Regions from separate parts of the Zea mays genome. Here region 2 is linked to region 1. A link is a contact called in public Hi-C data. All regions are on one chromosome and are shown on one strand. Each heading gives the region's core, a stretch centred on a gene start, on an enhancer-like site or on the middle of the called end of the contact. The rest is flanking DNA. Distances are from core to core; before and after follow the strand shown.

Region 1 (6,645 bases), core at 1,446-3,945:
AGCGCGCTGGCATCGTCCACTTGCTCAGGATTGGCGTGTCGCGGGGAGACGGCGCTCGCCTTCGTCTCAAACGCGAGGTCGACGCCCGACGCGCCCCCCGTTGGGGCGCTGGGGATGTCGACTCGCTCGACAGCCGACGAGGCGCGGCCTCCCGCTTGGCCTTGGTTGCCCCGCCTCCTCCTCCTTTGGCGGGGGAGAGGACGGGGCGAGCTCGGATGTTGTTCTTCCATCACGCGGGGAAGGCGTCGTCGATTCCGCCGCCGGTGGGCGGGCCGTCGGCCGCCATTGTCGTTGTCGCGCGGCGGTGGAAGGAGTATCATGTCGTAGCTGCCGTCGAAGGACATGAACCCAAGGCCCCCGAAACGGAGCACCGTCCCGGGTCGGAGAGGTTGCTGGAGACTGCCCATCTGGAGCTTGACGGGAAGCTGTTCGTCAACACGCAGCAGGCCCCTACCTGGCGCGCCAACTGTCGGCGTTTCGAGACCGGGGGGTCCCTAAGCCGACGAGTGAATGTGCCGCGTGCCCCAGCCCAGATGGGTTGAGCGCGTGGGCGAGCGCGAAGGGGGGAAGCGAGGTGGCCGGAGACGGGCGTGATAGAGGTGGAAATCCCGCGGCCTTCGTGTTCGTCCCGCGCCCAGGTCGGGTGCGCTTGCAGTAGGGGGTTACAAGCGTCCACGCGGGTGAGGGAAGCGAGCGGCCCCAAGAGAGCGCCTGTCTCGTCCTCGTCCCCGCGCGGCTAACCCCCTCTAAGAGGGCCCTGGTCCTTCCTTTTATAGGCGTAAGGAGAGGATCCAGGTGTACAATGGGGGTGTAGCAGAGTGCTACGTGTCTAGCGGGGGTGAGCTAGCGCCCTAAGTACATGCCGATGTGGCAGCCGGAGAGATCTTGGCACCCAGCTGGTGTGATGTCGTGGCCGTCGGAGGAGCAGCGGAGCCTGGCGGAGGGACAGCTGTCGGAGCGGTCGAGTCCTTGCTGACGTCCTCCTGCTTCCGTAAGAGAGCTGAGAGCCGCCGTCGTCACAGGGCATGCGAGGCGCCATCATTGCCTATCTGGCGGAGCTAGCCAGATGGGACACCGGTCTTGTTCTCTGCGGCCCGAGTCAGCTCGGGGTAGGGTGATGATGGCGCTTCCTGTTGACGTGGCTGGCCTGCGCCCTAGGTTGGGCGACGTGGAGGCTCCTCCGAAGCCGAGGTCGAGTCTGTCTTCCATGGCCGAGGCCGAGTCCGAGCCTCTGGGTCGGGCGAGGCGGAGGTCGTTCGGCAGAGGCCAGGGCGGAGTCCGAGCCCTGGGGTCGGGCGAAGCGGAGTTCGTCGTCTTCTGGGGCTGAGCCCGAGTCCGAGCCCTGGGTCGGGCGGAGCGGAGTTCGCTGTCTTCCGGGACTTAGCCCGAGTCCGAGCCCTGGGTCGGGCGGAGCGGAGTTCGCCGTCTTCCGGGACTTAGCCCGAGTCCGAGCCCTGGGTCGGGCGGAGCGGAGTTCGCCGTCTTCCGGGACTTAGCCCGAGTCCGAGCCCTGGGTCGGGCGGAGCGGAGTTTCCTATGGTGCCTTTGGCAGGGCCTGACTGCCTGTCAGTCTCACTCTGTCAAGTGGCACTGCAGTCGGAGTGGCGCAGGCGACACTGTCCTTTTGTCAGGCCGGTCAGTGGAGCGGCGAAGTGACGGCGGTCACTTCGTCTCTGCTGGGGGGCGCGCGTCAGGACAAAGGTGTCAGACCACCTTTGCGTTAAATGCTCCTGCGACTCGGTCGGTCGGTGCGGCGATTTAGTCAGGGTTGCTTCTTAGCGAAGGCAAGGCCTCGGGCGAGCCGGAGATGTGTCCGCCATTGGAGGGGGGCCTCGGGCGAGACGGAAATCCCTCGGGGTCGGCTGCCCTTGTCCGAGGCTAGGCTCGGGCGAGGCATGATCGAGTCGCTCGTATGGACTGATCCCTGACTTAATCGCACCCATCAGGCCTTTGCAGCTTTATGCTGATGGGGTTACCAGCTGAGAATTAGGAGTCTTGAGGGTACCCCTAATTATGGTCCCCGACAGATAGGTACGAGCCATACCAATATTTCACATACTGGATATGGGCCATGATTTTTAACCAAAAACCTGACCCAATCCAAAAAATCTCGATTCAACATGTCCAACAGGTAGGTATGAGCCAACCCAACGTGACTGACATAATGACATTAGACACAGGTAAGACACAAGCCAGATAGACCTGATCATGAGCCATCCGGTCGGACCTACTCGAAACCCCCCCAGTCCGACCAATACAATGGCGTGTACGTACTATATTTTTTAACCCTAAACCCGACCTAAAGATAAAAAACCTGACCCGACCTAAAGCCAAAAAACCTGACCCGATCCAAAAGAGCTAACCCGACACGTCAAACAGAGAGTCACGGATCGACCCAACTCGATCCGATACTAGAAATAGGTCAAGTACGAGCCGTACTAAATGACTCACATCTAGATTTTGATCCTATCCGAACTCGACCCAACGAGGTCTAGTGCCAAACAACTAATGATCCGACCATGATCTAATCTAAGCCCGATCATGTGTAGATGGAACTATACATCATGGACCACGACGGTACAATTATCACGTCCATGAATTGGTACGGTTGTATTGCCACACGCAATTGTGTGGTTTGGGGTAGCAAGCGAAGCGTTGGTAAAAAACTAAGAAGGGTTATTATTAAATATCAATTGATAATAAAATGTTAAAAATCAAAATTATTTATTTTTCCATTCATACTTTTTTTTGTCGAACACGTCCTTATCGCTCTGGAATCACACTGCTTGTTTCTTTTTTCTAAAAACCAGGAGAGGTTATTATTAAAACATCGGTCGTTTAAATAAAAAGTGTTTAATTAAAAAAAACCATTCATTTTTTAATTTCTACTTTTCTGTCGAACCCGACCCTACCGCGCCGGAATCATACTCCTTGCGCCTTCTCCTTCCTCAATCCGACACGCTCTCCGCGCCGCCGTCGACCTATCGAATGGAGGCGGAGCAGCAAAAGCAGCAGCGCCCGCGCCAGCGCCCGCGCCGCAAGGGGCAGAAGCGGAAGTTGGAGGACGAGGCATCCGCCGCCACCGCCGCCGCCGCGTCCTCGCTCGGCAGTGCGGGCGCCGACGATGACAACGAGGAGGAGGACGGCTCGGCGGGCACCCCCGAGATCTGCCGCCACTCCCACGCGGCGCTTGCGCGCGAGGTCCGCGCGCAGGTTGATGTCCTCATTCGCTGCGCCTCTTCGTGGCGCCACGCAGACCGCGCCGCCGCCAAGCGCGCCACCCACGTCCTCGCTGAGCTCGCCAAAAACGGTAACCTTCCTTCGCCAAACCTCATACCGGCCGCGCCGATCCGTGCACCCGCATCCTTACCGAGTGGATCTGGTGGTTCTTGGTGGTTGTCAAGAGCAGAGGAGGTTGTCAACATGATTGTAGAGGGTGGCGCCGTGGCGGCCTTGGTGTGCCACCTAGAAGAGCCTGCTGTGGCGGCGCAAACGCAGGAGGAACAACAACTGCGGCCGTTTGAGCTTGAGGTTGAGAAGGGCGCTGCCTTCACTCTGGGCCTCCTAGCTGTAAAGGTTCCTTCATTGATTCCCTAATTGAGTTGTAGATGCACTTTTGGTACCAATGCAATTACTTGTATTTTTGACAAGTTTATGTTCTATAAATAGGGCTGTGAATTTTCAAGTTTCACTTAACATATAGGATTACTAAGGAAGAACTTCAATACGCACGCGCGCCCATGCCTGCCCGCACGCATATATACACCTTGGGTGATGGACCAACGATCCATCACCTGCACCCAATGCTGCAGTTGGATCAACCAGATATCGAAGTGACATAGTCGGATGTGTTCGGTCGGGTATGGGTGATGGACTATTGGTTTGTCACCCTAGGTGACAAATAATGCTCATATATAGTAGTTCTAAACACCCAAATCTGCATCCTCATATATCTGTATTTCTTGTAAAAAACTGTAAGATCCCATGCCTTCTAATAGTTAGGAAAATTTAGGAACTTCCAAGTGCTACTTGGTGTCTTTCTAGTCAGTCTCTAGTACCCTTTAGAAAAAGAGTAAAGTACACTGCCGGTTCCGAAACTTGTAGCGTTGTGTCATCCCGGTCCCTAAACTATCAAAGTGTGCATCCAGGTCCCTAAACTTATGAAGTCATATCATCCTGATCCCTGAACTCTCAACATGCACATTTAGGTCCTTGTACTTGTATGGTTGTGTCATCTGGGTCTCTAAACTTGTTTTTAGTGTCATCAAAGGTTCAAACTACTTGGACCTGTGATGACACTAAAAACAAGTTCATGGACCCGGATGACACAACTATAGAAGTATAAGGACCAGAATGTGTAGGTTGAGAGCATGGTTTTTAAAGCGGTAAGGCGCTCCAAGGCGTTGGACCACCGCCTAGACGCCTAGGCGGCGCCTAGGCGACGCCTAGGCGAGGTAGGCGGGCAAGGCGCCTAGGCGTCAGACCACCGCCCGGACGCCTAGGTGACGCCTAGGCGACGCCTTAAAAACAGTGGTTGAGAGTTTAGGGACCAGGATGATATAACTTCACAAGTTTAGGGACCTGGATGCACATAGAGTTTAGGGACCGAGATGACACAACGCTACAAGTTTAGGGACCAATAGTGCACTTTACTCTTAGAAAAACCTAGAACCTAGGATATCCTGTTTGCTCTAGTTCTGTAGGGATCTTTTAATAGTTGTGTTTTGAGCATTGATGCTTTACTGGTGTGTACTTTTCATCAAGTTACTAATGCTAATTTATTATGTGTCTCACTTTAACAGCCTGAACATCAACAATTTATAGTTGATGCTGGTGCACTACCTCCCCTAGTGAAACTTTTGAAAAGGCAGAGAAGTACTACAAATTCAAGGATGGTTAATAGCGTTATCAAGAGAGCAGCTGATGCAATTACCAACCTTGCACATGAGAATAGCAACATCAAAACTAGAGTCAGGTTTTGTTTTATGCCTCTTTGATCATTTGGTAACCTTTTCCTTGAGAACTTTTCACTTGCTGATGGTTTTGGTTTACCGCAGAATGGAAGGTGGAATCCCACCACTTGTTGAATTGCTAGAATCTCAGGATCTTAAGGTGCAGAGGGCAGCTGCAGGGGCCTTGCGGACTTTAGCCTTTAAAAATGATGAAAATAAAACTCAGGTGAGATATCAAATTATCAAAATCAACGAAGGCTATATTTATGTTAGATTTTGACATCTGAACTTGCATATGCTTTTACACATATTCACAACATGGTAAGTTCCTGCAATGCAGATTGTTCAATGCAATGCTTTGCCAACTTTGATCTTAATGCTGCGATCTGAAGATGCCGCAATTCACTATGAAGCAGTAAGGCCTTGTGCTATTCTCCAGTTTTGATTATGAGGCACTGAATACTCTGATGTCAACTCGACTTCTCCAAGAGCACTTTCTCACACTGTTGAGATGTATGTTTGATTTATTATGAGCAGGTTAATGTTGTTACAGATAAATTATCAAATCCTTTGAAATAGTGCCATTCTACGGTTTTGCACAACCCTTAATCAGCATATATCATCGCAAGGCCTTATGAAATATAAAATTTCAATGCTCCATCTTGAAACTTAATGTTGGATCATAACACTGTATATTTAGTTAGGAAATTTCATGCTGGATCATGTTCCATCCTTGGTCACATGGATTTTTTTTAATATATTTCCGTAGTCGAATAAAAACTTAATTTTGTTGGCTGTTAGCAGTTACCTTACAGATATTATGTTGTTCTACAACACATTTATATCATAGGCTTTGCATAATTTGTTCAATATATCGTGCCATGTAAGATGCAATTTGATTAATATTTTTTGATCCCATCGATGAAGTTATATTAATTTGGATTCATGATTACCCTGAATTTGTGCACTGATATTGATCTATTGCATATAGCCAACCTTAGCGAAACCACAAGCAGTGTGTTTGGCAACTATTGGGAAGGGGCATGGGAGTTGGTGGTGGGGAGTTGTTGGAACAAATTATCGGAATTTGATTTTTAGTTCCAATCACTTGTTTTGGTTCATTGAGGGAAATGACACGTAATTTAAGAGGAAATTCATGTCCCCTGTTTGGTGTGTGTTTGTAAGAAAGGGAGGTGATTGGTAGGAGTTGGCCTACTAACTCACTTTCCAGTCCCACCAAACAAACAAAAGATTTCTGAACTCACCCCAAACTCCCATTCATTTGTACCAATTACCCCCAACCAAAAGTGCTTTACTGCTGTAGAACTTATTGAATTGGCTAAGAGAAATATCTTGAATGCAATAGACCTTAATGGCTGTATTAAGCTAGTTCAGGCGATTTTTGAGGCTGAAATTGAAGATTTGAAAACTTAGCAATATGCCCAAATAAGTTTGAGGGCCAGTGCATAGTTGGGCTGGTTTGGGCTAGTCTTTTCCTTATCTTTATCCTTTTCTCGTTATTATTATTATCATTGTTGTTGTTGTTGTGCAAATACTTTCTCAAATATTAACATTTCCCTATTTTTTTAATATATTTAAGGCGTCGCCTCGCCTTACGCTTTATCGCTTAAAAGTTAAAAGGGAGTCACTCGCCTTACCTCGCTTTACCGCTTTAACAACTATGGGCCAGTGG
Region 2 (6,715 bases), core at 3,595-6,094, 280 kb before region 1:
AGCTCGAAGAAGGGGCTCGGCTCGGCTCGTTCGAGGCTCGCGAGCCGCTCCGAGCTGCTCCGAGCTCGAGCCGGCTCGCGAGCCTCGAGCTAATTTTCCAGCCCTAGTCTAAAGGCTATTAGGATAGGCTTTAGGCCATCCATTTTTTTCTCTAATACAATTTCGAATACCATTCTCTAAATCCTGGGCCCGCCCCTGGCTAGTCATTGCCTTCGTCATGCCCATGGCACATTGCTACGCCTACGTGTTCAAGAAGTGAGTAAACCATAGCGTGCTCAGTGTTGTACATTAAATGTAAACGGTTATAGTCAAGAGATTTTTAATCTCCCAGGTTGAGGTTCTTCCGTTGGAACTCTTAGAAGTTTTTTTCTAGAAGACGTATGTTGTGCATCTTTATATTAAGAAGAGAAGAAAAGGACAGAGAACCCAGTATAAAAGCATAATAAAAGCTCTCTTCCATGGTTCGGTTCAGTTTGAACCAGCAGAGCGGGTGTGGAAATTTTGTGCTCCTAGTAAGTGCAAGTTCTTTATTTGGCTTGTGGAGCATGATAGGTGTTGGATAGCTGACGGACTCAGAAAAAGAGGGCTAGACCAACCAGAGCTTTGTCCCTTGTGCGATCAGGAGGATGAATCCATGAACCACTTGTTGGTCAAGTGTGTGTTTGTCAAGAAGTTATGGTTCGGTTTCCTTAAGATAGGGGGGATACATAAGCTGTGTCCCACTCAAGAGGACTCCTTCGAGTCATGGTGGAGGACTAGTAGTTCTTGGTCAACTGATCAAATGAGAAAGTGCTTCAATTCCTTAGTTATTCTAGATGCTTGAACCATATGAAAACATAAGAATAGATGTATCTTTGATGGATGTAATCCTAGCTTGGTCACAACCCTTAGGGTGGCTAAAGAAGAGGTGATGCTTTGGTCCTTGAATTCTTAGAAGTGAACAGAAAAAACAATTAATACAAGTGCACAACCCGTGGCGGTCAATTTTTCTTATGGTAGAAAATTATTATGCTTTTTACTAGTTCATTATGCCAAAATCGACAACTTAACCATTCATTGGTCGCGGTTAAGGCCATGTTTGGTTTCTTTAGTCTAGGGACTAAAGTTTAGTTAGGGGACTAAAGTTTAGTCCCTAACATGTTTGGTTTTAGGGGCTAAAAATAGTAAGAATATACTAAATGACTTATAAAAACTAAAATGGCCTTTAACATTCTCCTACTATTAGTACAATTGAACTAAATGAGGGGTAAATGTGGAATTAATATGGTTTAGTCCCTTTTAGCACATATGTGAAGGACTAAAGACTAAATTATTTTAGTCCATATTTTAGTCCTAGTGTTTGGCAAAAAAGGGACTAAGTGGGACTAAAAACTAGAGACTAATCTTTAGTCACTCTAACCAAACACCCCCTAAGTTATTGGAGGTGTTTGTTTAAGCTTAATCAATGTTTTGGTCGGTAGAATCGGCTTCTGGCAGCCAAATGTTTTGTTTCTGAGTCCACTTCTATGGAAGTTGCTTTGATGAAAGTCGTCTAAATTAATATGAACATAAAATCCGTCGAGTCGTCGTGATGAGAGTAATATGTCATTTTCTAGATCCTAAACTATATGAACTCATTCATTTTCTTTCTCACTTAAACCCCACGATATTTAACATATACTCACAGCCAGATTCCGCTGGAATCTAGATTTTTATAAAAGCACATCAGAAAAAAGTGAACCAAACAAGGATAATGCGATATAATCATCAAATCGAGCACAAGAAGCTATAGGCTATGTTTGTTTCATCTTTTTTTTACTGATTTTAGCCACCATAAGCTACCACAGGCTGTCAAACGTCCAACTTTTCAGCCATTTTATATAAAAATCGATTTGGTGAAAATGTTTAAAATCAATGTGAACCCACAACCAATTGAGTTGCCGCAATAAGAGAAATCCACACTTTACTTTCAGATTCTAAATCCTATATACTCACTTACAACCAAATTCTCTACATAATCAGATTCTTAGAAAAGACCGTTAGAAAAAAAAAAGCTGAACCTTTTGGACAACTGAAACCAAGCCGTATATATGATTTTTTTACTCAAGCTATATATGGTTATTGGCAAGTAATAAGTATACATCGTATCTGCAACCGGTGCTGTAAAGTGGGTGAGTAAAGAGGGAAAATTGTATGCCAATCAGAATCTAGGTTTTATGACGAACGGCATCTTATCCACGAACGGAGGATCAGAATACTTCCCGGTCAGGATCTGCGAGGCGATATGGAAATTCGCAGCTTCCGTGTAATGTATCCCATCCCAGTTGACGAATTCAGTAGTGTCGCTGCACCCTTTTGCGGTGACCATCTTACCATCCAGAGACACCGTGTGTCCACATGGTACGTTACCATCGTAGTTCAGGGGTGGGCCTCCGTATCCACAGCACGCCTGAGTGGCGTGCTCGAACCCTGTTGAAAAACAGAAGTGGATGTCAGAGTTGCTTCTTCGGTTATTGGTCACACGACAGAAATAATTTCCTGATGTGCTAGCAACAGGCCTAAAACACTAGCATTCGAGTGAGATGTCACAATACATGTAAGCAGAGTGATACAGAATGCCCACAAAAGTAAAGCAGATTTATTTCTCCACCTGAATCTGCATTAGTGGGGGTTCATGTTTATTATTGCAAGCACTTGTTCTGGATTGATAGTGCTGCTTCATTATAATGCGCTTCAAAGCAAATCATATAACACTCGTGAGTCAAGATACAAATCTTGAACGATCCGGGTGCATGATAATAATCACGCACACGAAATGGAAATCGTATGCTACATACCGTATCGAGAGTAGTTGGCGATCAGGCTGTATTTGATCGTGTGGATGTCCACGTAAGTGATGCTGGCTCCATCGAATTCTGCCCTCAGCTTCGTGCAAAGTGCGTGCAGCTGTAAGTTGAAAAGCTTTGCGGCACGGTTGTGCTTCGCCACACAGTGGAGCTCGTCCAGTTGGGATGGGTCTTTGCCGAAGAGGGCAATGTTTTGAGGCAAGCAACCGAGGGGGCCCGTGTTGTGAATCCAGAACTTCCTAGCACCTTGGTCATACAGTTTCTGAAGTCAAGGAACAGAGAAAATGGGTCAGGTGTGAAGCACCTCCTTACACCAAGACAGCATATAGAAGGAAGAGTATGGAAAGAATGAAATTTCTGAACTTGGAGACCTAAGTGAATTACATTTACATCAGAGTAGGATCCCTGTACACCAATTAGTCAGCTTTGGGGAAAGAGGCATAGGAAGCTCTGCAAGGATAGAAGTGCTATATCTTTTACAAACCTTGAGACCATTCTCAAATTCCAGCAAAATAGTTGGAATGGATGCGATGACCTGGTCCTCTGTTCTTGAATAGAACTCACCAGCAAGGTCATTCTGCCCAATATCGAACGTGTAGAGTCCCTCTGAGAAGTAATCTTGCTGAGGAATGTATCGGCTGTGCATATCTCCTGCACGAGTAAAAAAACAAAGTTACTTCACCAGCATACCTCTCTAGTCTCAAGTTGTTCAATCTAGAAGGCTTTGGTTGGCTATCAGCTGGAGACGATATTCCTACATTGCTTGGTAACCCACACAACTTTACAAAGTGAGAGGCCGTACCTTCAGACAGGAGCTTAGTGACTTTGTTCTTGAAGGCGAAGAACTGCTTGATCTGGAGACCAAATGAGAATGGGCTGACTGATGTCGGCTTTGCTGGTGTGATCGAACATCCAGCTTGAGCAAAATTAACGCCGGTCCGAAAGCTTGGCGTGCCTAGAGAATCCAGGTACGCGTTGAGGAGTGGCATATCCATTGCCTCCACTGCACGAACGAATTTATGAGATAAGAATTCTATGTTACGAAGAGGAGAGGTATATCCTTTTGATTTTCTGTCTAAAGTTTTTTTAAAAAAAAACACTTTGTGTGTCATTTCTGTTATTCAGTGCAATAAATCTGCACAGTCAAGTTATTTGCTTCGTAATTACTCCTTCGGACCCCCTCACCTTTTCATTGATTGTCAAGTTGCTTAATGGCAAGCACATGGGACTGGGAGGGCTCAATCAGTAGACCCAGGAAAAGAAGGCGGCCTATGGCAAACCAAATCTCACTGATTGCTAAAGAACTCCATTGAAAAGCAGCACTCACTTTCTTGCAGATCTACCAAATCCCACGAAGATGCCGCGACGAACAACAACCACGCTAATTGCAGGAACTGGACCACACACACCAAGCGCAGTTCCTCAACGGATGTTGGAACAGAGCATACAACCACCAGGGAGACAAGGACCATTTGCGAGGTCGCAATGATGCGTCAATCTCCGCTGCCTAACCACCGCACGGGTGTATTTGTCCTGTCCGGCTGCGCACCAGCCTAACTAAACCGTCCATTTTTTTTTCCCAACAACCGCGCGGACGAACTGAACACGGTAGCCAATACCATTCGTATAGGGACCGGTTTCTTGTTGTCTTGTTGATGCACTCGGTGGGCGCCAAGAGCTATCAACAAGGCAGATTCAAGAATACAATCATCCGCCGGCGCACGGTGCACCGATTATCACAGGGCGCAGCGCGGGTGGTAGCGGTCGGTGTAGTAACGAGTGAAATTCAAGGAGATGGAGTCGAGGAGGTAGAGAGGGAGCGAGAGAGCGGGCGTACTGAGGAAGTCGATGACGAGGCGGCCGTCGCAGAAGCGGCCGGCGGGCCCGCCGAAGAAGCTGGAGCCGTAGGGCGGGAAGATGGACTCGAAGCCGGCGGCCACGCGCCCGCCGGTGTCGGAGTTGGAGTCCCCGAAGTTGAACACCGCCGGGAAGTTGAATTCGGTGGACGCCGTCACGCGGCCGCCACCGCCGCCGCCGAGGCAGAGCAGCGCCACGATGAGGAGCAGCGCAGAGAAACGCATGGCCGCGGCAGGACAGGCCGTTGGGGCTCTCCTGCCCAGCTCCCTGCTTCACCCCACTCTCTGCTCTGCTGTGATATGATGTGGTGCTGCTTGCTACAACTCCAGGTGAGGACCGAGGAGGAAGAGGTGGTGGAGGGGGTTGCTGATGCTTGAAGCTTTGGAGCAGAGTTGGGGCTGGGGCAGCAGAGACAAGGCAGATTTGATTTGAGTCTGGGGTGTCGGAGGGGGAGGCCATTAATGATTAAAATGGGTGCCTCCTTTTGTTGGTAACTTTTGAGCTTTGGACCTTATGGTGTTAAGATATTCTGAGTATGGGTTGGTAAATGGCTCGGAGGTAACTACAGAGATCGATCGGCAGGGGTACGTAGGGAAACTGTTATAGAAGTTGAAAGAAAAAACAATTTTTATAGTACAGGCGTATGAAACCAATCTCGATTTTAGACATTGTTGTTTCCTTACAACGGCAAGTACGGAGGTAAATGCTATGGAACTCGATCCGTATAGAAGGATTGAGATCCAATTCGTTTCAAAAGCCTGGTTACTCGATATTCGATTTAAAATATCAATATCTATTTAAATTTTATTCGACACTTGATAATATTTATATCCGATTCTAATCCGAAAGGAAAATATAAAAATAAATATAGAAGAAGCAATATCCGTCTGTATCTAATCCGATTACACCTAAATGGCAAGTGCTTCTTTGGATTTGAGGAGAGGCTACCTAGACATGTGTGTAACGCGTGGCTCAGGATTTATCCGCATTGTATACATGGTATGTACCTGGTGAACGCCGCCAAACCAATATTGTAGTGGCCTGTTGTCGAATGACTTTTCACCTCATATCACAGTGGTGCTACGTGTTGGTAAAAAAGCTACCCATGAAGCACATAGGACATTTAATTGGTGTCAGGTTTCAATAAAAGAGATTTATGGCTCTATTTATGTTAGTGTTGTATTAGTTCTCGTTCTATTTCGCACTGCAAACTGTAGTCTTAACCCATAGCAATATTAGTACCATATCAGCTATTTTCTAGATTTAATTGTTATTTGTTTCGTACTCTTTATTTTGGGTACATAATTTAGTTTGTATAGCTTTGCTGTCTAAGTAGTGCTAATGCGCTTAAGCTTTATGCGGGTTGCTCACTAGTATGTATAAGATCTCTGTTTAGTACTAATTGTTTAGAAGACCTTGCTTGCTAGAATTATTTAAGATAGTTCTATCTAGCTCGATATCTTAATTGTTTAACTAATATATTTATAAAGTGCTAGTAAAAATAGCGACGACATAATTTTAGCTAGACTAGTTAGTTTAATTCCATTTTATTTTGGTTAGTCGTTATGTTTAAGTTTTAGAAAAGACTGGGCACACACTGTGCTTCCACTTCTTTGTTCAGAAACTAAAAAGGATAGTTCGCTTACCCTTTAGGTCCTTTTTCCATTGTCTGATATCAGCTAAGGAGCAGAGAAGTAGCATAATTCTAAAGGAAACTGACAGATACAGCCACAAGCATAAGCTTTGTACCATGGACCACCTCATTTCTTAAAAGCCAAGTTCTCCACGGCAACATAGCAGTTAGAGATGTCTAAACGGGTCGGACCATCCGATAAGCCCGTAACCCGATACCGTTTTAGCCCGGCATAAATACAACCTGGCATGTTGGCTATCGAGCCCTGCCAGCCCTGAGCCTAAGGCCACGGCGGGCTCGATCTGGCACGACCCGATTTTTTTCCTTTTTCTCATACACTACCGGAATCCGAGGCTTTGCCGAGTGTTGCATTCTTTGCCGAGTGCCTTTTGTCGGGCAC

Evidence for each region. Hi-C and Micro-C count contacts between places; a contact is called where the count stands out from the background.
Region 2: a contact with region 1 is called in a Hi-C map of tassel, with 2.0 times the contacts expected there. The contact joins the promoter of LOC100273453 here to the promoter of LOC103630332 in region 1. A contact is called at or near these places in 4 of 25 Hi-C or Micro-C datasets (ear, leaf and tassel).

Annotation. Positions count from the first base shown.
Region 1 is chr6:156,031,545-156,038,189 of Zm-B73-REFERENCE-NAM-5.0, reverse strand. LOC103630332 (ARM REPEAT PROTEIN INTERACTING WITH ABF2) reads left to right here and starts at 2,695. Exons shown (of 19, transcript XM_008651393.3): 1 at 2,695-3,310; 2 at 3,410-3,576; 3 at 4,803-4,975; 4 at 5,058-5,178; 5 at 5,293-5,367. The coding sequence starts at 2,989.
Region 2 is chr6:156,316,753-156,323,467 of Zm-B73-REFERENCE-NAM-5.0, reverse strand. LOC100273453 reads right to left here and starts at 4,844. Exons shown (of 5, transcript NM_001147890.1): 1 at 4,663-4,844; 2 at 3,628-3,828; 3 at 3,310-3,476; 4 at 2,817-3,087; 5 at 2,070-2,448. The coding sequence starts at 4,663. The coding sequence ends at 2,180.